Linked DNA regions of Mus musculus: regions 2, 3, 4, 5, 6 and 7 are each linked to region 1. A link is a contact called in public Hi-C, HiChIP or PLAC-seq and promoter capture Hi-C data. All regions are on one chromosome and are shown on one strand. Each heading gives the region's core, a stretch centred on a gene start, on an enhancer-like site or on the middle of the called end of the contact. The rest is flanking DNA. Distances are from core to core; before and after follow the strand shown.

Region 1 (3,043 bases), core at 257-2,756:
GTATTTCTTTACATTATGGTAATCACCAAAAACTTCACAGAGAAACTAAGACTCATTTACAACTGCACCTCAATAGCTGAGCAGTTAAATGATCTGCCTTCACCTTCTATGCTAATCTGGCCAACATGCCATGTCTCATGCATATTATTATTGATATGGCTCATTTGGCTTCAGGGGTGTTTCCATGGTCTTTCTCCAAATCTCTTCCTCATGGCTCCAAATCCTTCCTCTGATTGGCAGATGTCCCACCCTATTCTCTCTTCTGCCCAGCCATTGCATGATCAGTATTTATTGACAAGGCATAAAAGAAACGATAAGAATTATTTACACAAACATGAGAGAGGAGGTTCTTGGTATGACCATTACATGGCCATGTCTGGATTGAAACAAGATATGAGGGCAAAATATCAGCACTTGAATTAGACAAGGATGACCTTTACACAGTGCATGGAAAGGGCAGAGAGATGTAGTGAGGACCAACAAGCCCACACAGATAATTGAGACGAGAAGGTGAGCAATGGAACCTTCAAAGCTTGGGGAAGTCGCACAACACCAGACACTTTATTTCCTGACTGTCTTCTAACCCCAGGAGACATTAGCAGCCTTCACGCTGTCTGGCCCCAACCCCCAGGCTCTGGGTACTCAGTTTGAACCACATGTAACTGTTGATTCTGACATATTTTCTATATGAAAATAGAACTTCACATCTGAAACCAGGTGGATCCTCTCCTTCACCCTCAGGCAGAAATGCAGTTGATGCTTGAGACACAGTGCACTGTTTCAGAAGAACTGTTAAGTTTCAGGTACCAAGAGTATATTATCTGTATTCCTTGTCTAGGAGGCAGATTCAAATATTAAGTCCCAGGGTCCGCTCTAGGGTGCCATCAACAGCAGAGAGAGAACCCTGACTACTTCCCCTGACAGCATCCCAGCACGGGGATGGAGGTTTCAAAAACTCTGGGATTCAGGGAGACGAGATCAGGCCACAGATCCCAGTAAGGGCACAGCACAGTCTTTAGGACAGGGCCCCCCAACTCCCCTTAATTGCTCATGAAATCTTCAGGGAAATTTTCCAACTTAACATTTCAGACAGGTGCTATACAGGTCCTTATTTAAGTGCCCTGTCGTTTTCATGTAGGAAATGTGATGTCAGTGTTGACCGGACACATGAGGAGGGAAGGAATATGACCCATGTGTCAATTCCATTCATGGGTCTCAAAAGAACATCTAAGACACTTTTATATGGAAATAATATGAGATTCGTATGATTAAGAGAGGTGATCAAAGAAAAACTGAGAAGTTTTTTTAAAACCAATTGTAGACAAAATGAAGCTAGCCCCTTTGTTCCCAACCCCTAGCAACTCAGAACATGAGAGGTGGTGCACTTACGTCGTGGGTCCCTGACTAAAATCACCGGAGGGGTCAGCATCATCAGACTCAGGATCACAGCTGCCACACAGAGGCCTCTGGGGAGCCACAGAGACACCATGCTTGAGGAGAGGAGAGGTTGGTTGCTAGAGAGGCAGGCCAACCTGGCTGACTGGCAAGGGTGAGAGACTCCACCCACTGGTGCTGGGTTGGGCACCTTCAGTGCTGAAGAACCAATCAGCAGCCAAGAGCACCAGCAGCATCAGTTGCTGGTCAGAGGCGCAGAGTGAAGGTCTTTCTGAAATTTCCAGTTTCCTTTGTTAAGCAGACAGACTGCTTCAGCTCAGAGCCTAGAAGCTTTGATCAGTGTGGCTCTGCAGCAGTTGCATGGACGCTGTACTGAGCCACCAACTCTGATTGATGGCAGCCTTGACACCATCAGTCTGCCTCAGGCTAACTGAACCTGTGAGAGTCCAGTCCCAGTTGGGGTTCCTCCTATGACTTCCCCATCTGCTGAGGGAAATCCTCTAACATTTACTTGCCTTCTGCTTTATCCTAAGAAAGGTCATAAGAACTCTTTGCTAATGTGTGCATATAAGGTTAGAACGAAGACAATCACTGAACATAAAGTGTGAATTACAGTATAAAATACAATCATAGTATTTGTGAAATGTGAACCGTGTGCTGCATGATGATTACACATTATGTTAAGTAACGGTGACGACCTAGATCAAGAATGTGCTTTGAGTGACAGTTCAGAATAGGAACTCCAAGATTAATCCACTGTTCTGATGGTCCCTCTTTATCTATCTTGGTAGTTCTTGAAGTAGGATTTGCCACCCTGCAATAAATGTCACTACAATTCATTGAGTGAGTTTTTAGGTGCCCAAATCTGTACTCAGAGCTATTCCTGGTGCTATCTCTTAAAACTTTTGTTAAAAAGAAAACTTCATAGAATACACTTTGATTATGTTTTCCCTCAGTTCCTCCCGCCATTCCTCATCACCCAACTTTATGATATCTCTCTCTCTCTCTCTCTCTCTCTCTCTCTCTCTCTCTCTCTCTCTCTCTCTCTCTCTCTCTCTCTTTCTCTCTCTTTCTCTCTCTCTCTCTCTCTTTCTCTCTCTTTCTCTCTCTCTCTCCCTCTCTCCTCCCATCTCTGTGTACCAAATAAATCAGAACAGAAAACAAGTATTACACATATACAACCCCCTATTAAATGAAAATAAGAATAAAATAAAATAAAAATAAAAATGAATGTTGAACATTTTAAACTGTTTCTCTGATATATTTCACCTTTGAAAACACTCTGCTGAGATCTATTTTGTTTTCTTATTTTCCTGATGTTTTGGCTTTACCTTTTTAGCTCTTCATATATATTAGATACCCTCTATCATACATATAATTTGTAAAAATATTTTCCAATTCTCTAGGCTGCCACTTTCCCCATATGGTAGTGTCCTTTGCAGTATAGAATATTTTCATTTTCTTTTTTTAAAGATCTATTTATTATTATATGTAAGTACACTATAGCTGTCTTTAGACACACCAGAAGAGGGTGTCAGATCTCATTACAGATGGTTGTGATCCATCATGTGATTGCTGGGATTTGAACTCAAGACCTTCGCAAGAGCAGTAAATGAGCATTATCACTTGCCCGAAAAATGTTCATTTT
Region 2 (3,043 bases), core at 343-2,842, 410 kb after region 1:
CAAGACAGATCTACCCCATAGAGTGCCCCTTCCCCTGTCCAGCACAGCAAAGTGGTGGGTGGATCTCTGGGAACTCAAGCGGCAGAACCGCACCTGTGCACAAGCCACCGTTCTGCCCACTAGAGGCCACTGTTGAGGCACTAAAGACCGTGGCCGAGAGCCTTGGCAAGAGGTTCCTTGCTGGGCTGACTGTCCCTAGTCTCTAGTGCGCTTTGAAGAGACTCAAAGTGTGATTTTTGAAACCTAGGATGGGTGCAGAAAAAATTTGGGTTTCGGGACGCCTAACCTTATGAGTTTCTCAAACTCTGGGATCTGGAAACCGACACCATGACCGCCTCTGCAAAGTCCCGCCCCCAAACCACAGTAGGTTTCAATTTTACTCTCAGCCTACAATGAAGGGTGAAGATAAAATCTAACCAACTCCCTTCCCTTAACAAAAGAATATATACTGATCCCCAGTTGAAGAAATGACCCATTCAAACCTCTTGGCGAGTCGCCGAACTGGCCCATCTAGATCCTTAAAAACTACCCATCCATCTCGCGCGCCTCTCGGCGGCTACCTGTTGCCATGGTGATGACGACAGGCTCCCGCAGAGGCTCCGGCTGTGGTCGCAGCAGGCTGGAGAGGCTGAAGAGAGTGCTGGATACGCTGACCAGCAGCCAATCCCCGTCCAGGGCCCGCGGGCAGTTCTGCTCCGGACTCAGACTTCTAGCCCACTTCGCCGAGGCAGGGAACGGGATGAAGCGGCTCATCTCGCAGTGTGGGGCGGAGGCGCCTGCGGGGTACCGCCTGAAGGCGGCCAGGAGCATTCCCGCCGGGTCTGCAGAACCGAAAAGGGTGTAACGGTAGCCCGGACTGGAAATGTGCTGACTACACACAGGCCGGAAGGCACAAACTAGCAAAGTAGTGAACGACTTAGAGAGCATCCAAACGTATTTACAAAAGGGAAAACTGAGGCCCAGCGTCCCTGCGTGAGCTAAGAGGAGGCGACAGATGCAGGTAAGTCCCGAAGACTCACCATCCACCTTGAAGTATAGCTTTGGGTCAAGATCTGGCCGGGGCGGCGGTCCCCTGGGTCCATGGCGCAGTAGCAGTGTGGCAGGTTTCTTAGACAGGCCACCCCCACCTGCATCCTCCACGAACCAGCACTCGATCGCCTCTGGTCCAGCCGAGACGACGGAGACGACGGTCGCTAGGCCTGGGGAGAGGGGCTCCGGTGACCAGAGGGCCATAGGATGTCCGGCGACCGGCGACCGGCCCGCCCCTTCAGACCCGCCATGGGACCTCCTCCCTCTCCTTCCCAGTGTGTCTATTCCTAAACAAGAAGAAATGGGGTCTGCTCACCCAGTGCCACAGCGACGAGCAGGAGCAGAGGCTTCATGGTGCTACGATCTCTCCTACCAAGTCTTTTCTTCCCCTTTCACTTTCATTTTCCTTCTAAGGCTGGGGTGAGGAACTGGAAATTCCCCGATCTGGTCAGGTGAGGGCGTGACTGCGCGTTGGAGGAACGCCGCCCACAGGGGCCAAACAGAGTTGCCGAAACCCTGTCTGTAGCTCTCCAGCCACTCCTCGCCCTGCACCCACCCCCTTGGCTCACCGGACTGCGCCAACTTTGAGCCCTTTATCAGCCTAGACTCCGCCCTCCTGCTGTGCCCTCTCCGCGCCACCTCCCTTAAAACCACACTCCCGCGTTCCCAGACCTGTGCCAGGTCCCAGCAAACAGAGGGGTGTTGGGAAGCCAAGTGAAGTGACCAATAAATATTTTAATCACCGTTAAAAATTAAGACCTATACTACGCGGCTCCCACCTTGTGTCCACCCACTTTCATGACAACCCAATTTGGGATCCCCATGGCAAGGGTGGGGTAGTACAGAAATAAGGGGCGTATCCTTCAAGAGGAGAAAGGACAATCGTTAAGACTCAAAGGCCTTGTCCCACAACACAAACACAGACTTCAGGCACAAACTAGCACAACCTGACTGTTGGCTCTGTGACTCTAGGATGCTCAAAAGGTCCCTTTTCCATTCCCCCACCTTGTTGGCACTACTCCGTGAAGGTGGGGCTCTGGTGTGCTCAGGGGAAAAGCAAAAACACAGCTTAGTTCCAGAGATCTCGAGGAAGGGGCTGAGGAATGGAACGGGCTGGCGACGGTGCAACCCACGCCCTTCTCTAGAATATATACAAGTCCACCGAGGTAAGGGAAGACTGTTTGGTGGGGGAAACCCCGGGAGCCATTGCTCTTAGACTAAGCTCCCCAATTGCCTGCTCTTCAGTGTGCTGCACCTCCACCCCCACTGAAATCCATCTCCACTTTGTGCACGCTGGGTGGGGACCAGACACGCCTATGGGACGGGGGCGTGGCCGAATTTGCCTCATCGCCACTGCCCCCACCCACTGTGGAAGACTCCCTCTTGGGTTGCAATGCTGGCCCAGAAGGTGTCCCGGGTCCAGGTCCAGGACCCGGTCCAGATCCGACCCCACCCACACCCATCCGGTGCCGACGCTCACAGTGTCCCCGGTGACGCATGAAACTGTCCCGCCACATGAACTTCTTGGCGCAGACACTGCATTCGTACGGCTTGAGGCCCGTGTGTGTCTTCATGTGCTCGGTCAGGTGGTGTTTCATCTTGAACTTTTTGTTGCACACGGGGCAGTCAAAGGGTCGCAGGTTGAGATGCATATTCACGTGCCGGTCCCGCATGCTCTTATGTGAGAAAGCCTTCCCACAGTGGCACAGAAAGATCTTATTCCCGTCGCTGTTGCCTGTCCCTCCAGGAGCCCCACCAGAGCCACTTGGTATGCCCAGCCCCACCGCAGAGGTGCCCCCGAGGGTCACTGCCCCGTGCTCAGCTGTGTTCCCTGGTGGCTGGCCTGGAGCCTGTGAAGAGGAGGATGGGAAAACCAAGATCTGGTTGCCCGGCACATCCAATGGAAGGAGGGGTCGTGGAGGGTGGGTGAGGGCATAGGAGGAAGGGGTGGGTCCTCCGGGGTCATCAAGCCCTGCCCCAGCGCCCCCACCCTCATAGGGGCCAAAGTCATTGG
Region 3 (3,043 bases), core at 265-2,764, 370 kb after region 1:
AAGAAAAAAGCCAGCCGGGGGGTGGTGGTGCACGCCTTTAATCCCAGCACTTGGGAGGCAGAGGCAGGCGGATTTCTGAGTCCGAGGCCAGCCTGGTCTACAGAGTGAGTTCCAGGACAGCCAAAGCTACAGAGAAACCCTGTCTCGAAAAAAAACCAAAAAAATAAAAATAAATTAAAAATAAAAACACACACACATACAAAAGAAAGAAACCATAGAGGGTAATCTACTGGGGTCATGTAATATATTTCTAAAGAATAAAGGGGTCTACTTTGCTCCCACCCCATGTCAGCACTTACCATCCACTTCATCCAAGATGAATTCATCAGAGGTGATGTCCAACTCTCCAAGTTGTAGGGGTTCTTGGAGTCCAGAACCCCCCCCCTGAAGAGGGACAGGTTAATGAATGTGGGATACAGAAAGAGATGTTGGAAACAAAACATAATCGGGTATCCTTAATCCTCCAAGTGAGGTGGGGGGTGCTTTGGGGGGTGGGGGGTGCCGGAGTAAGTGGGTCAAAGATTCTGATGCGTTCAAATCTACAATCTTGGGCTACTGAGAATATCAGGCAATTCATGGAGTTGCTGGAGTTGTTCAAATGAGAAAAAACTAGGACTAGTCAAACTTGCCTTTGAATTTAGGACCTCAGTTTCCAGCTATTCCAGGTGATCCCTGAGGGAATTCCAGAGGCTAAAATCGCCAGCTTACATAGTGTTTACCCCTGTGTCTGGTACACCATTTAACATGCTCATTCGGCTAATCCTAACGACCACCTATAAGGTATGTCCTAACAGCGTTTGCACTGTAAAGGTGTGGGAAGTTTTGGCACCGAAAACACAGCATAGCTTTCAAGCGGTGGGGCTGGAGGTGGGACCCCGGGCAAATTGGTTCCAGAGGCCACGTTCTTAACCTTTTACGCTAAACACTAAAATTTTTTTCTACTAAAAATCGTGAACAGGAAGCTGACACTGTCCCTGGGGCTTGGGTTTCAGCCACTTTGGTCCCTACGAAGGCTAGGTCACCATCACCCGTGGCAAGACGGCTCCGAACCTCTTGTCTAAATGGAGCCTACGCCTGAGGAGAGGGACAACCTGACGATACTCCGGAGGACCTACAGCCCCGTGCTCTCACCAGCGGGCCCTCCTCCTCCTCTACATCTGAGGCCCCAGCCCGCAACACCAGCTCCCGGGCAGCGGCCGCCATGGTCGCTGCGGCTGCCATTCCCCCGCAGCTTCACTTCCGACTTCCGGCAGCTGTCAGTCTCAGAAAGTCCGTTTCCCGAAGCAAAGCTACAAGTCCTGGAATGTCTTCTATGGAGCAAAAAAGGGTCCCAGATATTTGAGCTAAGGCGATCGGCTCCAGCCTCTCCGGTTAGGCTTTGATCATTTCGGTCAAGTGCAAACAGGAAGGTGAACGTCTCGAACACAACTCTGTTCCGGAACCTTCGCTCCGCGCCCACACAAGAACGGTACGACGACAGAGAAGGCCGAACCGGAAGTTATAGCTCCGGTCCCTTCCAAAACTGTCTCAATACAACTCCTCCCTTAGGGGGAGACGGGGAGAGAAGCAATTTCCGGAAGTGGACCTCCGGGGATAGCCCCGCCTCTTCCGCCAGGAATCTATATAAGACTTATACGTCACTTCCGCTCTCTCTTCCACAGGAGGCCTACACGCCGCCGTCTGTGCCGCCGCCATGGTAAGAGCGGAATCCGCGCCGGGATCCTGCGACATCGGAGCCGGGGCAGGGAGAGATTTCCGTCAGGACTCAGAGAGTGCCCCATGCTGCGGGCCCACAGCCCTCTGTGGAGCGATGGAGTGTGACCCGAGAGGGGACGACCTAAGACGTGAAATCCCGGGGATCGGGGCCCCGAGGAATGCTCGCTCCTCTTACACAGCAAAGCTGCCAGGAGCTTGGCTGTGTGTGGGCTCCTCCCGCTTCCCCTGTCCAGGGAATTGGGGGCCGCGGCCGACGTCCACCCTCTTGTCAGAGGTTGCGATTTCCCGCGCCTGAGCGCGTTAGGGGTGAGCCCCGGTGACTGAGGAGTTGTGTAAGAACTTAGCAGACAATCCAACCCTGCCTCGGCCACCTTCCCGGTTTGGGGGTAACCTGTCTTGATAACTGCCCGTGTTCTTTCAGTCTCTAGTGATCCCTGAGAAGTTCCAGCACATTTTGCGAGTACTCAACACCAACATCGATGGGCGGCGGAAAATAGCCTTCGCCATCACTGCCATTAAGGTAAAAGTGTTAGGGGCAAAAGAGAAGCAGCTAAACTCACCCAACCCGTTTCAATAAAAGCCTGATGATGACCCAGGGTTAAACCAAAACATTGCTCCAGGGGTAGTGGGGTGTGAGTGTAGTCATGTCCCACCTTGCAGAGGTTTCCCGAGATCTTCAGCTTCCGAGAGCAGTCTCTGCTGTCAGCAAACCTTGAGTAGAATTCCTGTAAACTAACATCCTAAGAGGTGTCCAGGCTTAGCGGTGATGGTTGGGGGTGGTCTGCAGAAGCTATTGGCAGATGCCACAGTGGAAGGTGACACAGAAGCTGGCAGTTTTCCCCATTATGGCAAAAAGGGAGGTCGTAGGAGGAAGCTGGGATGTTTCTCTGCAGAGCTAAAAGTCTTGTAGACAGGGACAGGACTTGAAGTTGGTGATTTGAGGAGTTGCTGGTCAGGTGTGTTCAGCCATGAGACCTGTCAGTGGTGGGACCTTGTGGGATGCTAGGGTATAGATGGAACTGGGTGGCTGCTGAGAGGTTTGAAGGAGGCCTGGGGAGCCGAGGTAATGTCAGGTGGACATAAAAGTTGGAGTAAATTTTTTTAACCTTGTGAAGTCTCACTTTTAAGTCCTTGCCATGTTGACTTTTTTTAATTCTGCACTTTGGCAAACAATGATAGCACAGCAGGAGGTGCCTGGTGTGGTGGGCAGAGCAGTGTCTAGGGGGTTGAAGGGCCTGGGGCAATGCCTGTGCCCCGTGTGACCTGCTGGGAGATGATTACAGCTGACTTCGAATGCAGACAAGGTGAATGGAGGCTCTTGAAGGGG
Region 4 (3,043 bases), core at 284-2,783, 340 kb before region 1:
CCCACGGCCGCGACAGTCCCCGGGGCAGCTGCGCACCCCGCAGTCCTCGCCGCTGTAGCCCGCATGGCACACGCACACGCCATCCTCGCAGCGCCCGCGGCCCCTGCAGTCCCGTGGGCAGGCGCGCGTGCTACAGTCCGCTCCAGTATACCCGGGCCAGCACACGCAGCGGCCATCCTCACAGTGGCCCCTTTGGTTACAGTCCCCGGGGCAGCTCCGCACACCGCAGTCGTCGCCACTGTAGCCTGCGTCACAGATACATTCCCCGTCCTCGCAGCGGCCCCGGCCACGGCAGTCACGCGGGCACGTCCGCGTGCTACAGTCTTCGCCCGAGTACCCGGGCCAGCACACGCAGCGACCGTCCACGCAGCGCCCTCCGTCGCCACAGTCCCATGGGCAGGTCCTCATGCTGCAATCTTCGCCACTATAGCCGGGATCGCACACACAGCGGCCGTCCTCGCAGCGACCCCTCTGGCTGCAGCCCCTGGGACAGTTCCGCACCCCACAGTCCTCGCCAGAGTAGCCGGGGTTGCACACGCAGAGGCCGTTCTCGCAGCGGCCTCTTTGGCTGCATCCCCTGGGACAGCTCCGCACCCCACAGTCCTCACCGGAGTAGCCGGGGTCACACACGCAGCGTCCTTCCTCGCAGCGTCCTCTCTGGTTGCAGTTGCGAGGGCAAGAGCGCTGGCTGCAGTCAGGGCCTGAGAAGCCCGCGCGACACACGCACACGCCCTTCACGCAGCGCCCGCGCCCCTGACAATCTCCAGGGCAAGAGGGCCAGCTACAGCTGGGGCCACTGTAGCCGGGGAAGCACACGCAGCGTCCTCGGACGCAGCGTCCCTGGTCGTTGCAGTCTTCGGGACAGGACTTGGAGGGCGGCGATGAGGTGGGCGTCTTTGTGTCCGTAGGGTCTGAGCAGGTGGGTCCACCCCAGCCAGGCTCACAGGAACAGGCGCAGCGGCTCAGGTCAAAGACACCGTGGAGGCTGCAGAGGCTGCGCACGTCAGTCTGGCCTGGAGCAATAAGAAGTGAGACCCAGCCCGTGTAAGTGTCCTATGGACATCTTATTTTCAAAAGGTCATTTTAGCTCCTAGTTGCTTGGCGATTCTCCCATCCCCACCCTCTTTCCCCCCCCCTCCTCCCCCACCCCACCAGCGGCTCACCTGTGCCAGCTTGGGCCGCAGTGGGACAGCATCCTCCTGTGCAGTGCTCCTTAAGCCCTTTTACCAGCTCCTCCAGGATCTCCAGGCGGACCCTCAGGGCCTGCACCTCTGAAGCAGGCACCGGGGGCTCAGAGCCCGGGGGACAGCCGCAGCCGGCTGACGGGGGCAGGTTAATGCGATGGGTGAACACCACCTGCTTCTCTCCTCCTTCCACAGTATGCTCGTACAGCTGAGAAGAAGGACCACCGGGCTTGGGAGGGGGCCGTGGGGCCGGAAGTGTCACATTAGACCGAGGAGAGAATGGGCCTGCTCTGGCTAAGCCAAGCAACACCAGGATGGTCAGAATAGACGGGGTGCACTGAGCTGCCATGGTTCAGAAGGCTGGGGGGAGGGGGGGGAAAAACACCCGTGTGAGAACTGACTCAGTAAAGGTCAGTTCCCCTCATCTCCAGCACACATCAGCAGAACACCTACTGGCAACAAACTCAGCTCACACATGGATGAAAATCCAAAGCTGAAGAAGGGCCTCTCTGGGCAGATCTGGTCTGTCTCTTTCTGATGTCGTCTGCTCACTGTCTTCCCTCCTTCACCGTGTTCCTCTCACCGATACTATGCTCCAAACCCATCTTCTGTTTGCTCTGCAAAGACTACCCTAAGGCCTCTGTGCTTTGCCCCCTCTGTCTAGAATGCTCTTTTTGACGCCTACAAGCTGACATCTTAACAGTTCTGCCCTTACTCAGGCCATCCTCATGTCGGGCAGAGCCGCTTGTCCCCACCCTCCCAATCACAGAGGCCCGCCCACGCTCCACATAGCACTCAGCATCCCATGAGAACAGGTACCTCGCCTGACCCCACTCTGCTGCATGTGCTTAGCATGAAAAGTTGCTGGATAAGGTTGGTGCCAACACGTCTGTGCCAAGGGAGTCTGGCCGATGAGTACAGAGGCCATGGCCTTCCCCAAACACCTGGACCAGCTCCCCAGTGCCCAGTGCACAGCCTGACAGACTCCTGTAGGGGTGAGAGTGAGTCCATCCCACTCCTTTCTCTACCCTTCCCCCTCCCCCCTCCTCTTCCTCTTCTCCTCTTCCTCTTCCTCCCCTCCTCCTCATTCTCTTCCTCTTCTTCTCCTCCTTCTCTTCCTCTTCCTCCTCCTCCCCTCCACCTTCTTTTCACCTCCTTCCTCCTCTTCCTCCTCCTCTTCTTCCTCCTCCTCTTCTTCCTCCTCTTCTCCCTTCTCCTCTTCTTCCTCTTCTCCCTCCTCCTCTTCTTCCTTCTCCTCTTCTTCCTCTCTCTCTTCCTCCTTCTCCTTCTCTTTCTTTAATGCAGGTCTCCTGTAGCTCAGGCTAGCTTCACATCCACTATGCAGCCCAGGATGGCCTTGAACTTTTGATCATCCTGTCTCTACCTCCGCAAAGCCAAGATGACCAGCAGACACCACTATGCTCAGCCAACAATCACTTTTTTGTTTGTTTGGTTGGTTGGTTAGTTGGTTGGTTAGTTTTTTGTTTCTCTGTGTAGTGCTGACTGTCCTGGAACTTTCTTTGTAGACCCGGCCTGCCTCAAACTCAAAGATCTACCTGCCTCTGCCTCCTGAGTGCTGGGGTCAAAGGTATGCACCACCACACCCATCTTGCCTTTTAATTTTTAAAAAATTCTTCTCTCATACATTTCATCTCACCCACAGCCTCCCTTCCCTCCACCCCTCCCAGTCCTTCCCGCCTCCCCTCTCCCCCAGATCCACTCCTCCATTTCCCTTCAGAAAAGAGCAGACATTCCAGGGATATAAATCGAACGCAGCACAATAAGTTACAATGAGACTATGCACAAATCCTCATATCAGAGATGGATGAGGCAGGCAACCCAGAGCCCAATAGGAAGAA
Region 5 (3,043 bases), core at 349-2,848, 320 kb before region 1:
GACTCACAGCACACAAACAGTACCTCAGCACCTATGAGAGGAGCCACAGAGAACCAGAGGGGAGATGGCTCTCACCTGGCTGGGGGGCTCTGTGGAAAGATGTGAGGACTCTGAGCTGAGGGAGGAGGACGAGCAGGGAGAGGATGGCTCGGACTTCACCTGAAGATCTGGGGGGGAGAAAAGTTCCGAGGTAAGCAGGGAGGCTGGGGACGAGGCTCGGGGCTGAGACCATGTCTTGCCTGTGCCAAACCAACACTGCAGAAATGAGTAACGGAGGAGCAGAGCCTAGCATTGCCTGTAGCGTGGTGCTGAGGTGGGGCAGGAGAGTAAGGGCAGACAACACCCCAGGGATCACAGGGAGGAGCACACAGGGATGTTAGTTTCTGGGAAGCAGTGGGAAGAGAAGGGCATTTGGAAAGATGAGGGGAATCCTAAGGGCGCCTTACCTGGGAAGATGGGTAGAGGGTCCCAAGGGGGCTCAGGGGGGCTGACATCCATCCCCACATCCAGAGAGCTGCTGTCAAACTAAGCAGTGGGACATATTAGCGGGCAGGAAGGTGAGAAAGTACGACAGCAAAACAGGAGCGACACAGCTTGCAAATTAAGACGCCCACTGTGTCAAGGCTCCATAGTTTACAGAAAAAAATGTTTCTCTTTTGCTTTCGTTGTATTTTACTAACAACCACTAACCACCTATTCTCGCCCCTGTAGACACACAGCTGTCAGTCTTTTATCTGTACCCCATAAGAAGGATCCCAAAAGGCCAGAAGGGGCTGCTCTCTAAAATCCTGACTTAGTTGGCTAGTCCCGGGTGCGCCTCTAAAATAAAACTTGAGCCAATTAGACCAATGGACTTTTGAAACTGGTCTTTCTCCTCGAAATTTTCGAGTTTAACATGAGCAGGGGTGACACCCTGATGAGCTCTGTGGCTTGGCAATGACTCCAAGTTTGGGGTCGCCCTCCCACCACCAAGGGTCATAAGAGAAACTCTGAGGTAGCAATACCGGGACATCCTGCTCCACGCAACGGAACAACTGTGCCTGCTCCTCGGCCACTTCATCCAGGCCACTGTACAAGGTGCTGTCTGCATGGAGGCCCGCGTGTCAGGAGGGTGGCACGCCAGCCCCGGCTCCATCCCTCATTGGCTCGGCCGGGCCAGACCCACCGCCCGCCCACTCGCTCAGCCTTACACCCTAAGGCGTCCAGCCCCTCTCCCCTGACCCCGGGCAGCCCCGTGCTCCCACGGGAGACCAAGGTCTTCCCTCCTCCCGCATCCCGGGGAAGCGCGAGTCCCGCTGCGCTCTCCCTCGGAGGATGGGCTCGGCGTCCGCCCAGCCTTCCTCGTTCACCCTCTGCTGCCTTCCCGCGTGCCTCGGGCCCATGGCGAGCCTCAGCCCGCTCCTCCCCCGGGGCCCCACTCCGCGCACCCCAGTCCTCCGGACTCAGCAGGTTGTCGGTGAAGAAGCGCGTCGGGTCGGCGATCTCACTGAGGAGCATCAGCTCCGCCATCTTCCCCCCACCCCCCACCATGAGCCGGCTCCCCGGCCCGCCTCCTCCCGGCCGCGGCAAATCCATGAGCTCGCTGAGGAAAACCGGCGTCCCGGAAGTCCTGATGACCAGTCAGAGGCTTAGTTGGTGAACACGTGACACGAAGGAGCAATGACTGTGCATGCCGGGCCAATGGCACGGGTCAGCCGCTTTACCGATCCAGGCGAGACTGTGCGTGCGCCGTACAGGCCCCAGAAACTAGCATTGTGGGAAATGTAGTTCCTAGCACTTAGGGTTCCGGCATCTGGGCTAGAGTGTTCATGCTTGAGCAGTTGTCCGCAAACATCTGCACCCATGTGGTGCCCATAAACTCATGAAGGCACACGCATAATGAATGAATTATTAATGAATAAACGAATGAGCAAAGTTCCAGCATTTAGGATAAGAGATGGCTCAGCAGTTTAATATTGCTTATTGCGACTAGGCGGTAGTGGTGCACGCCTTTAATCCCAGCACTCAGGAGGCAGAGGCAGGCGGATCTCAGCCTGGTCTACAAAGTGTGCTCCAGGACGGCCAGGGTTGTTACACAGAGAAGCCCTGTCTCAAACCCTCCCACCCAAAAGGAAAGTGCTTGTTGCTCTTATAAGGGTCTGGATTACATTCTCAGCACCCACACCTGGCGACACGCAACCACTTGTAACTCCACCTCCCTGGGATGCAACTCCCTGACATCCGGAAGTTCTGGCGTTTGCCACAGCCAGTCCCAAATAGACAACCTCTCCTATCCTCGGAGGTGGATACGCTTCCCGGGACTCCCTCCACCAAGTGGCTCACTGACACCGTCGCTAACTCCCTGTAGGTCAGAACGAGATACGAGTTCAAACAACTTCCTTCGGGGCCCTTGAAAATTCCACAACACAGACCACAGTTCGCGGGTTCCTGTCTCCTTTAATCAGCTAAACATCTTGCGCAGTCCCCGAGCCAGCCCTGCATCCTGTTTCCTTCCCTGAATGACCACCTTCCCCAGCTCCTCTTTCGCTGCACGGTTTTTGGGATCTACTGCTAGCACTTTCTTGAAATCAGCAGTGGCTTTTTCCAAGTCCCCGAGGGCAGCCCGAGCAACCCCCCTTCGGTATAAGGCCTTTAAATGGCCCGGCTCCCGCTCCAGCACTCGGTCACAGCTCTGGGCTGCCAACTGGGGGTGTCCTAGCAGCAACTGGCAGGCAGCCAGATTGGCATAAAGGGTAGTTCGTTCGGGAGGGCCGGGTGGGGGCAACGTCAGCAGCAGTCGGAGAGCCCGTCCATAGCATCGGGCAGCCCCTTGAGGGTTCCCAGCTCGAAACAGTTCTGTACCCCTTCTGTGTTCTTCTTTGGCCAGAGCCTCCTTCTCCATAGCCTCCATCTCCCAGGAGTCCCGGCCATTGGTGAAGGAATCCAGTCTGAGTTTAGCAAGAGGTGCAGAGGATCCAGGAAGGTGAATCTTTGCCTCCTCACCTTGACGCATAGACTCCAGGCATTTTTCCATGAGTTCCCCCCACATTTTTTCCCTCCATTG
Region 6 (3,043 bases), core at 170-2,669, 300 kb after region 1:
GCATGCTGAATATGGAAGGCAGGGGTGCTTGTGACCCTAATAAATTCCAAATCCTCTTCCCTGCCACCTCCGGTTCTTCTTGTGTCCAAGCCCTCAGACCCTTCCCCACCTCCCCCTCTCTCCCCTTTCCAGGGATTGTTCCCTTTCACTGCCTGGTCTCCCAGGGCAACCCCCGCCGCCGGGTGTGAGAGGAAAGAGTGTATGTCACTGTGTATGCGTGACACTCTGGGTCTTTTCAGAGGGAGGGGATTCTGCCCCCACCCCCTCTCATTGGTTCTGCAGCACCAGTCACCCACCCCCATTCCCCGAGTTCCTTATGGACCCCAAGGGTGATTTGTTCTTGGCCCCATCCTGGTGTCCAGTCTGGCCTTGGAAGGGGGTCTTGGAACAGGTGGCCCTCCCCCACCCCTCCTTTCTCTTTTCCCCTCCCTTCTCTCCACCTTACAATAGCTGCAGCCGGCCTGGGGTCGGATGGGGGGGATTAGGGGAGGGGGCCAGGATTAGGGGAATGGACTAGCCGATGAAAGGGGCTGGAGGAGAGCAGAAGGAGGGGGCTGGGAGGAGGAGGAAGGGGAGGGGGTCCTTGCTAATCGACTCTGGTGCCCACATAAGGACTGGCCACGGACTGAAGGAGAGAACAGGGAAGTAGGGGGTAACTGGGTTGGGGGGCGAGGGGACCCACTGCTAACTTGTCCCAGAGATAGGACACCCCCTGGCAGCCGCTGCACAGGCTGGCGGGGGGGACGAATACCCATCACGGTCTCTTCCTCTGTGCCCCTTATTCCCGACTCTGAACCGGCTCTCAACCGGTATGGCCCTGCTCCTTCTCCTTCTCTCTCCTTCTCGTCCGCTTCCTTCACTCCGAGTCCCGGAGTGGCTTTGCCTACTTTCCCACGCCAGACATTCACTCGTGTGCTCCCCGACTCCCCCCAGGGGCCCGCCCCATCTGGTGTCCCCGCTTCCGCGCGGCGTCTCTATCCCCGGTGCCTCCGATGCGCTTCTCTCCCCGTCCCGGGCCGCGGCTCCTGATTGTCCAAACGCAATTCTCGAGTCTCTGGCTCCGGCCGAGAGTTGCGTCTGGACGTCCCGAGCCGCCGCCCCCAAACCTCGAGGGGGAGAGGCCGGGCGGAGCGCGGGACGGTCCCCGGACACCCGGGACCCCGCCGCAGCCCTAGGATCTCAGGGCGCGCACCCAGCAGCAGAGGTGCAGCTGCGGCCGGCTTTCCGGGGTTCTCAGGCCCGGCTTGAGAGAAGTTGGGGATCAGCGCCACGGAGGGGATCCTCCGCCCTCGGGCTCTCCACATGCACCAGCACCCACCGGGCCGGCTCACCGCGCGCCCGGCGGGGGAGGGGGAACCCGGTTCCACGGCGCGCGTGGCGCGCGAGGGCGGTGACGTCTCCGTCGCGGGGTGGGATACAGGGAGGGCGGAAGTGACGTCGAGCCTCGGCGCCCAGGCCATGGCGGCGGTGGCGGTGGCAGCAAGGGTTGCGGCGTGAGTGGCAGCTGCGGACCGAGCGGACCAGGGCAGCGGAGCCCCGGGGTTCCTGGGGAGAGGCCCGCAGCAGGGCAGCGCGAAGGCCGGAGCTGGGTGAGGGGCCGCGGGGCGCACGCCCAGGGTCAGGGGGCGGGGTCTGCAGAGGGGCGGCCCCGACAGCGTCTCCCCCCACCCCCTTCCGCAGACCTCTCTCAGCGGAGCCCCGCTTGGAGGGGGAGGGTCTGTGCCCCGTCACCATGACGACGCCGGCGAATGCACAGAATGCCAGCAAAACGTGGGAACTGAGTCTCTATGAGCTGCACCGGACCCCGCAGGTGACAGGGATCTTCCAGCCCCAGCTTACCCCCTCCCACCAGCCCTCTCCCTCCCTGCCACACTACTCTTGGCCCGACTCTGTCTTTGAATCACCTTTTATCTTCTCAAAGCACTAAAACACCTACCTCATTTGATCCGATTTAACCCCTCAAAGTGGCCATGGCAGCGAGGTACAGCAGATATCACCGTTTTAATTGAAGCACGGTAAACAGAACTTACCGTCCCGGCCCTGTCCCATCTCAACAGCCACATGTCAATGTACACATATATATATTCATCCTGCGAGCTTAAATATAATTCCCTCTCCAGTTTTCTGACTCACGTGCGCTGGGACGACATCGGAATCTGTTTGACAGACACCCTGAACTTCTAGTCTAGGTAGTCTTGCTCTTTAGAGTTTTAAGAAAGCCTGTTGAGGCCGGATGTGATGGCGAAGGCCTTTAACCCCAGCACTCCTGAAGCCAGGACAGGTGGATCTCTTAAGTTTGAGGTCAGCCTGCTTAGAGGCCTGCCAGGAATACATGCATATGGAGACCCTGTCTTGAAAACAGCAAACAAAAAATGAAGAAGTCTTGTAGCATAAATATCCTCCAACCCATAGATCTGTGCCATTCCCAGCCCTAGTCCTCTCAACAAACCCTGGCCTTTCTGTTTCAAAACTCCTTGTAAATGGGCCCTCATCCCTTCTGTTCTGGTAATCTCCAAGTCATTGGTCTCCTCCATCCCAGAATTCCCATCAGTTTGGTCAGCATGGCTGTCCAGGTTCTTACCTTTCTCAAAGCTTGCCTCTAAAGTCCCCTTCCCCCAACCCACTGCCACCTTCTGATGACCCAGGAAGCCATCATGGATGGTACAGAGATTGCGGTTTCGCCTCGGTCACTGCATTCTGAGCTCATGTGTCCCATCTGCCTGGACATGCTGAAGAACACAATGACCACCAAGGAGTGCCTGCATAGGTTCTGCTCGGACTGCATCGTCACCGCCCTGCGGAGCGGGTAACAGGAGGGACATGTTTGCCATGGGGCCAGGCGGGTCAGCCTGGGCATCCATGATGGGAGTTGGCCCTACAGAGCTCCCTTCCTCCCACACCCAGGAACAAGGAGTGCCCTACCTGCCGGAAAAAGCTGGTATCCAAGCGGTCCCTACGGCCGGACCCCAACTTCGACGCCCTGATCTCCAAAATCTACCCTAGCCGGGAGGAATACGAGGCCCATCAGGACCGGGTGCTCATC
Region 7 (3,043 bases), core at 270-2,769, 280 kb before region 1:
AAACTGCCAAGGCCCCCGGGGTGGGGGATAAAAAAGAAGAAAAGAAAAAGAATCCTTAGCTGGACATGGTGGCATACACTTTTCATACCAGCACTCAGAAGGCAAAGACAGGCAAGCTTGAGGCTAGCCAGGAAGGACTACGTTGAGACTCTGTCTCAAGACAAAACAAAAAATACTTTGCAGAATTAACAATACTTGTGTAACACTTGGTTTGAAGAAGGCATTGTCTTTAGACAGAAATGTTTGAAGATCCATAAACACATTGGAATGGCAAATGGGTTAATGAGCATACAATCAATCAATCACACCGACAACGAATTTACAAAATAAATGGCAGGTGCAACCAGTACATGCCACCGTTGTGCCACATCGATGTGTCGTCACACCATGCAGATCTTTGGTGAGAGCCACACCTACTAAACAGGTTACTGTGGTCACAGGGCTGAACCACTGAACCCCACAGGCAGAAGAACCCTGCACCCTCTGGAACTGAACACCTGTGAGGCTGAGGGACCAAGCTAAGGCAAACGGGAAGCCCCAGGGCAGGTAGGCCGCACGGAAACACCCAACAGGTGAAACATACCAAGTCCTCACACAGATTTGACCCTGGAGCGTGTCACAAACTGAACTTGGGGCAATGGGCGTGAAAGCGGATAGCCATTCTGATGGGGTTTTAAACGTCATTCTCTACAGCCCATGGAAAGCACAGCACAGGGCTGCACAGAAGCCGGGCATCCTATCCAAGGCGCCGGACCTCCCACAGGCCACTCGTGTGCTAGTGAGGGGCTCTGGGTGGAAGGCCGCTTCCAGATCAGTGCTGCTTCCGTGTGAGAGGTTAGCGGGTGCCTGACAGCAATTCCTAGGAAGCAGTCCTGGCCTTCTCACCGCCACCCAGAAGTCATGTGGGGCCAAAAAGCAGCAGAAGGGCTGGGAAACCCGAAGGGAATCCCCTTTTCAAGACTCGTCCCCTTGTCCACACCCCCGTCCCAAATTCCGAGTTCCCATCCCTCCTCTCGCCCGCCTCTGCACTCTGAGCAAGGCCCCCAACCTCGGAGCCTGTTCCCAGCCTTCGTCGCTCCCATTCTTCCGCTCAGGCCCCTCTCCCCAGCAACCCTGTCCCCAGCCGGCCCTCCCGGCCCCATCTCTCCCCATCCCCGTGCCTCTCGGCCCCCTCCTCCCACAGCCTCCCACCCCCTTCCCGCCCACACCTCAATGGGGCGGGGAGCCTGGGGGACGGGCCCCCTCCCCAGCCAGGCTGCGGCAACGGTGGTGGCGGCTGGCTGTATCTCTGTCTCGGTGTCGGTGCCAAGGGGGCGACAGGATTTGGGGATGTCCTAGCCCCGGCCGATGGAGGGGTGGTGGGAGTGGGAAGCTGGGCCCATATCGGTAGGAATGGTGGGGGGCAGTACCCCCGACACCCTCCCTCCCTCCCTGCCGGCTCTCTGAGGGTCGGGGCTACTGCCGCCGCTATCTCCCCCACCCCTCCCAGCGCCTGCTGACTTCCGGGGCTGGCCAGGAAGTGGGGGTCTATGATGGGCAGCGGGCCTCGCCAATCGCCTCTTCAGAGACCCGCATCTCCTCCCCATGCCTGCCGGGCCTCTCGCTGGCCCCGCCCCAGGGAGCTCAGTGGCGCTCGCGGCCTCGGTCAGCCTCATCGCTCGGGCCACCGGTTTCAGCACCGGTGACCCCGGCTCCCTCGCTGCTCTATTCCTCTGCCCCGTCTAGCTTCGCTCGCACGCTCTCTGAACCCGTTGCCTTTCTTTGAACCCCAGCGCTATGTAACTCTAGGATCCCCAAACACTTCCTCCTGCCTTTCCTGTCTCCCATTCAATCACAAACGTTTATGAAGTACCTTCTGAATTCAAGCAGTAGGCTCACCTTTTTCTGCTCAGGCCTCGGGCTTTCCCTGAATAGCTCTCCAGCTTTCTGTCCACTTGCCCTTTGTCCCGGGTCTCCATCTCCTCCACCCACCTTTAGTCTTTAAAGATAAAGGAGCCCTCTGACCTTCTCTCCCTTTCAACCTTGTTTTCCTACTTAGTACTTTCCTAGTTCTTCATTCACCCAATCTGAGCCAACCACTCCCCCCCCCCCCACACACACACACACGATCTGGCCGCTGGCTTTTGGTGGTGTATGCTTGTTAACAGCAGTACATGAGAGCCTCGGGCAAGAGTATCCGAGTTTGAGGCTATAGCTGAGACCTGTAAGAAGCTAAGTCCTTTCGATGGAATTCGAGCAATAAAACACTGCTTCCTAAGGGTGATAAAATGGTGGGATGTGCCGCGTATCTAACTGGCCAAACCCTACTTCCCTCTTCACACTCTGGACGAGTCCATCGTTCCTACCTCCTATTCGCCTATTCTGCATCTAAACCTCTTCAATACTCCAGATCCTCGCTTCTCCGTACCTCCTCCTATAGAGAGTCCCAGCTTCTCACCTTTCTTTATTCCTCAGTCACACAGGTCCTTTATCAAGGTATTGAATAATCCTTAGCTAGCGTGTTCTCGTCTCCCGCCCATGGACACCTTTGCCCTGGGTGATTTACATGGCTTGGTGAAGAGCCCTTGCGAATGCGAGGACTGTTACCTAATTCTGGGCCTTGGGCCATAGTGAGGGTCACTGAGTGCTGGAAAGGCCCTAGCTGCCAGCCGTCCAGCCAGGAAAAAGATCCAAATCTATGCAGGGCAAACTACAAGGAAGGGGCGGATCTACCCCATTCTACGGCGGGTCACCTAGGGGTCGGCCTCTGTCCTTTGGGCGCCCACTCCCAAGAGGGTGGAACCAGTCCTTTTCTGCTTGTAAGGTTTAGGACGGAGTGGGGGTCCACTGTGGTCTGCTGTGTCACATTACAACGGTGGGCCTTTGGCTCGGTCCTGCTGTGAGAATCACCTAGAGAGGCTAAGTCGTCCAACCGAGAGAGTGGGGTTAACACCGGCGCCACAGACCGACGGCCGCACCATCCACGCGTCGGGCTAACCCCAGCTCTGCTCCCCGCTTCTCCGAGAGGGAGGGGCGGACCCAAGGTCTTCCCTCTACGTCACCC

The links. Promoter capture Hi-C pulls out the DNA fragments that hold promoters and counts their contacts. Hi-C and Micro-C count contacts between places; a contact is called where the count stands out from the background. HiChIP or PLAC-seq counts read pairs in DNA pulled down with a chosen protein or histone mark.
Region 2: a promoter capture Hi-C map of pre-B cells shows a contact between it and region 1, with 2.7 times the contacts expected there. The contact joins the promoter of Tapbp here to the promoter of H2-Eb2 in region 1. A contact is called at or near these places in 1 of 39 promoter capture datasets (pre-B cells) and 1 of 115 datasets of contacts at active chromatin or transcription factors (bone marrow-derived macrophages).
Region 3: a contact with region 1 is called in a promoter capture Hi-C map of pre-B cells, with 2.8 times the contacts expected there. The contact joins the promoter of Vps52 here to the promoter of H2-Eb2 in region 1. A contact is called at or near these places in 3 of 39 promoter capture datasets (liver, pre-B cells and stem cell-derived epiblast-like cells), 1 of 484 Hi-C or Micro-C datasets (B cells) and 1 of 115 datasets of contacts at active chromatin or transcription factors (the SCID.adh cell line).
Region 4: a promoter capture Hi-C map of embryonic stem cells shows a contact between it and region 1. The contact joins the promoter of Tnxb here to the promoter of H2-Eb2 in region 1. A contact is called at or near these places in 1 of 39 promoter capture datasets (embryonic stem cells), 1 of 484 Hi-C or Micro-C datasets (embryonic stem cells) and 1 of 9 other capture datasets (macrophages).
Region 5: a promoter capture Hi-C map of pre-B cells shows a contact between it and region 1, with 5 times the contacts expected there. The contact joins the promoter of Atf6b here to the promoter of H2-Eb2 in region 1. A contact is called at or near these places in 4 of 39 promoter capture datasets (cranial neural crest, liver, pre-B cells and 1 more) and 1 of 9 other capture datasets (adipose tissue).
Region 6: a contact with region 1 is called in a Hi-C map of B cells, with 6 read pairs. The contact joins the promoter of Ring1 here to the promoter of H2-Eb2 in region 1. A contact is called at or near these places in 1 of 484 Hi-C or Micro-C datasets (B cells) and 3 of 9 other capture datasets (adipose tissue, liver and pancreatic islet).
Region 7: a contact with region 1 is called in an H3K4me3 HiChIP or PLAC-seq map of bone marrow-derived macrophages, with 2.2 times the contacts expected there. The contact joins the promoter of Agpat1 here to the promoter of H2-Eb2 in region 1. A contact is called at or near these places in 2 of 39 promoter capture datasets (the 3T3-L1 cell line and hippocampal neurons), 1 of 484 Hi-C or Micro-C datasets (B cells), 1 of 115 datasets of contacts at active chromatin or transcription factors (bone marrow-derived macrophages) and 2 of 9 other capture datasets (adipose tissue and macrophages).

The regions. Positions count from the first base shown.
Region 1 is chr17:34,324,138-34,327,180 of GRCm38.p6, reverse strand. H2-Eb2 (histocompatibility 2, class II antigen E beta2) reads right to left here and starts at 1,506. Exons shown (of 5, transcript NM_001033978.3): 1 at 1,390-1,506. The coding sequence starts at 1,489.
Region 2 is chr17:33,918,027-33,921,069 of GRCm38.p6, reverse strand. It overlaps Tapbp (TAP binding protein), which reads right to left and starts at 1,592. Exons shown (of 8, transcript NM_009318.2): 1 at 1,346-1,592; 2 at 1,020-1,199; 3 at 561-821. The coding sequence starts at 1,382. Zbtb22 (zinc finger and BTB domain containing 22) reads right to left here. Exons shown (of 2, transcript NM_020625.3): 2 at 1,745-3,043. The coding sequence ends at 2,271. It overlaps Gm19412 (predicted gene, 19412), which reads left to right and starts at 574. Exons shown (of 2, transcript NR_168019.1): 1 at 574-1,000; 2 at 1,444-1,781.
Region 3 is chr17:33,954,271-33,957,313 of GRCm38.p6, reverse strand. Vps52 (VPS52 GARP complex subunit) reads right to left here and starts at 1,514. Exons shown (of 20, transcript NM_172620.4): 1 at 1,132-1,514; 2 at 300-384. The coding sequence starts at 1,221. Rps18 (ribosomal protein S18) reads left to right here and starts at 1,649. Exons shown (of 5, transcript NM_011296.3): 1 at 1,649-1,696; 2 at 2,138-2,236. The coding sequence starts at 1,694.
Region 4 is chr17:34,669,025-34,672,067 of GRCm38.p6, reverse strand. It overlaps Tnxb (tenascin XB), which reads right to left and starts at 1,533. Exons shown (of 33, transcript NM_031176.2): 1 at 1,164-1,533; 2 at 1-1,013. The coding sequence starts at 1,533.
Region 5 is chr17:34,645,701-34,648,743 of GRCm38.p6, reverse strand. It overlaps Atf6b (activating transcription factor 6 beta), which reads right to left and starts at 1,598. Exons shown (of 18, transcript NM_017406.4): 1 at 1,428-1,598; 2 at 1,005-1,084; 3 at 447-525; 4 at 76-167. The coding sequence starts at 1,530. It overlaps Fkbpl (FK506 binding protein-like), which reads right to left. Exons shown (of 2, transcript NM_019873.3): 2 at 1,927-3,043. The coding sequence ends at 2,441.
Region 6 is chr17:34,023,056-34,026,098 of GRCm38.p6, reverse strand. Ring1 (ring finger protein 1) reads left to right here and starts at 1,419. Exons shown (of 7, transcript NM_009066.3): 1 at 1,419-1,589; 2 at 1,681-1,810; 3 at 2,646-2,806; 4 at 2,905-3,043. The coding sequence starts at 1,733. Mir219a-1 (microRNA 219a-1) reads left to right here and starts at 1,007; the gene lies at 1,007-1,116. It overlaps Mir219c (microRNA 219c), which reads right to left and starts at 1,087; the gene lies at 1,028-1,087. H2-Ke6 (H2-K region expressed gene 6) reads left to right here. Exons shown (of 9, transcript NM_013543.2): 9 at 1-66.
Region 7 is chr17:34,604,337-34,607,379 of GRCm38.p6, reverse strand. It overlaps Agpat1 (1-acylglycerol-3-phosphate O-acyltransferase 1 (lysophosphatidic acid acyltransferase, alpha)), which reads right to left and starts at 1,519. Exons shown (of 7, transcript NM_001163379.1): 1 at 1,209-1,519.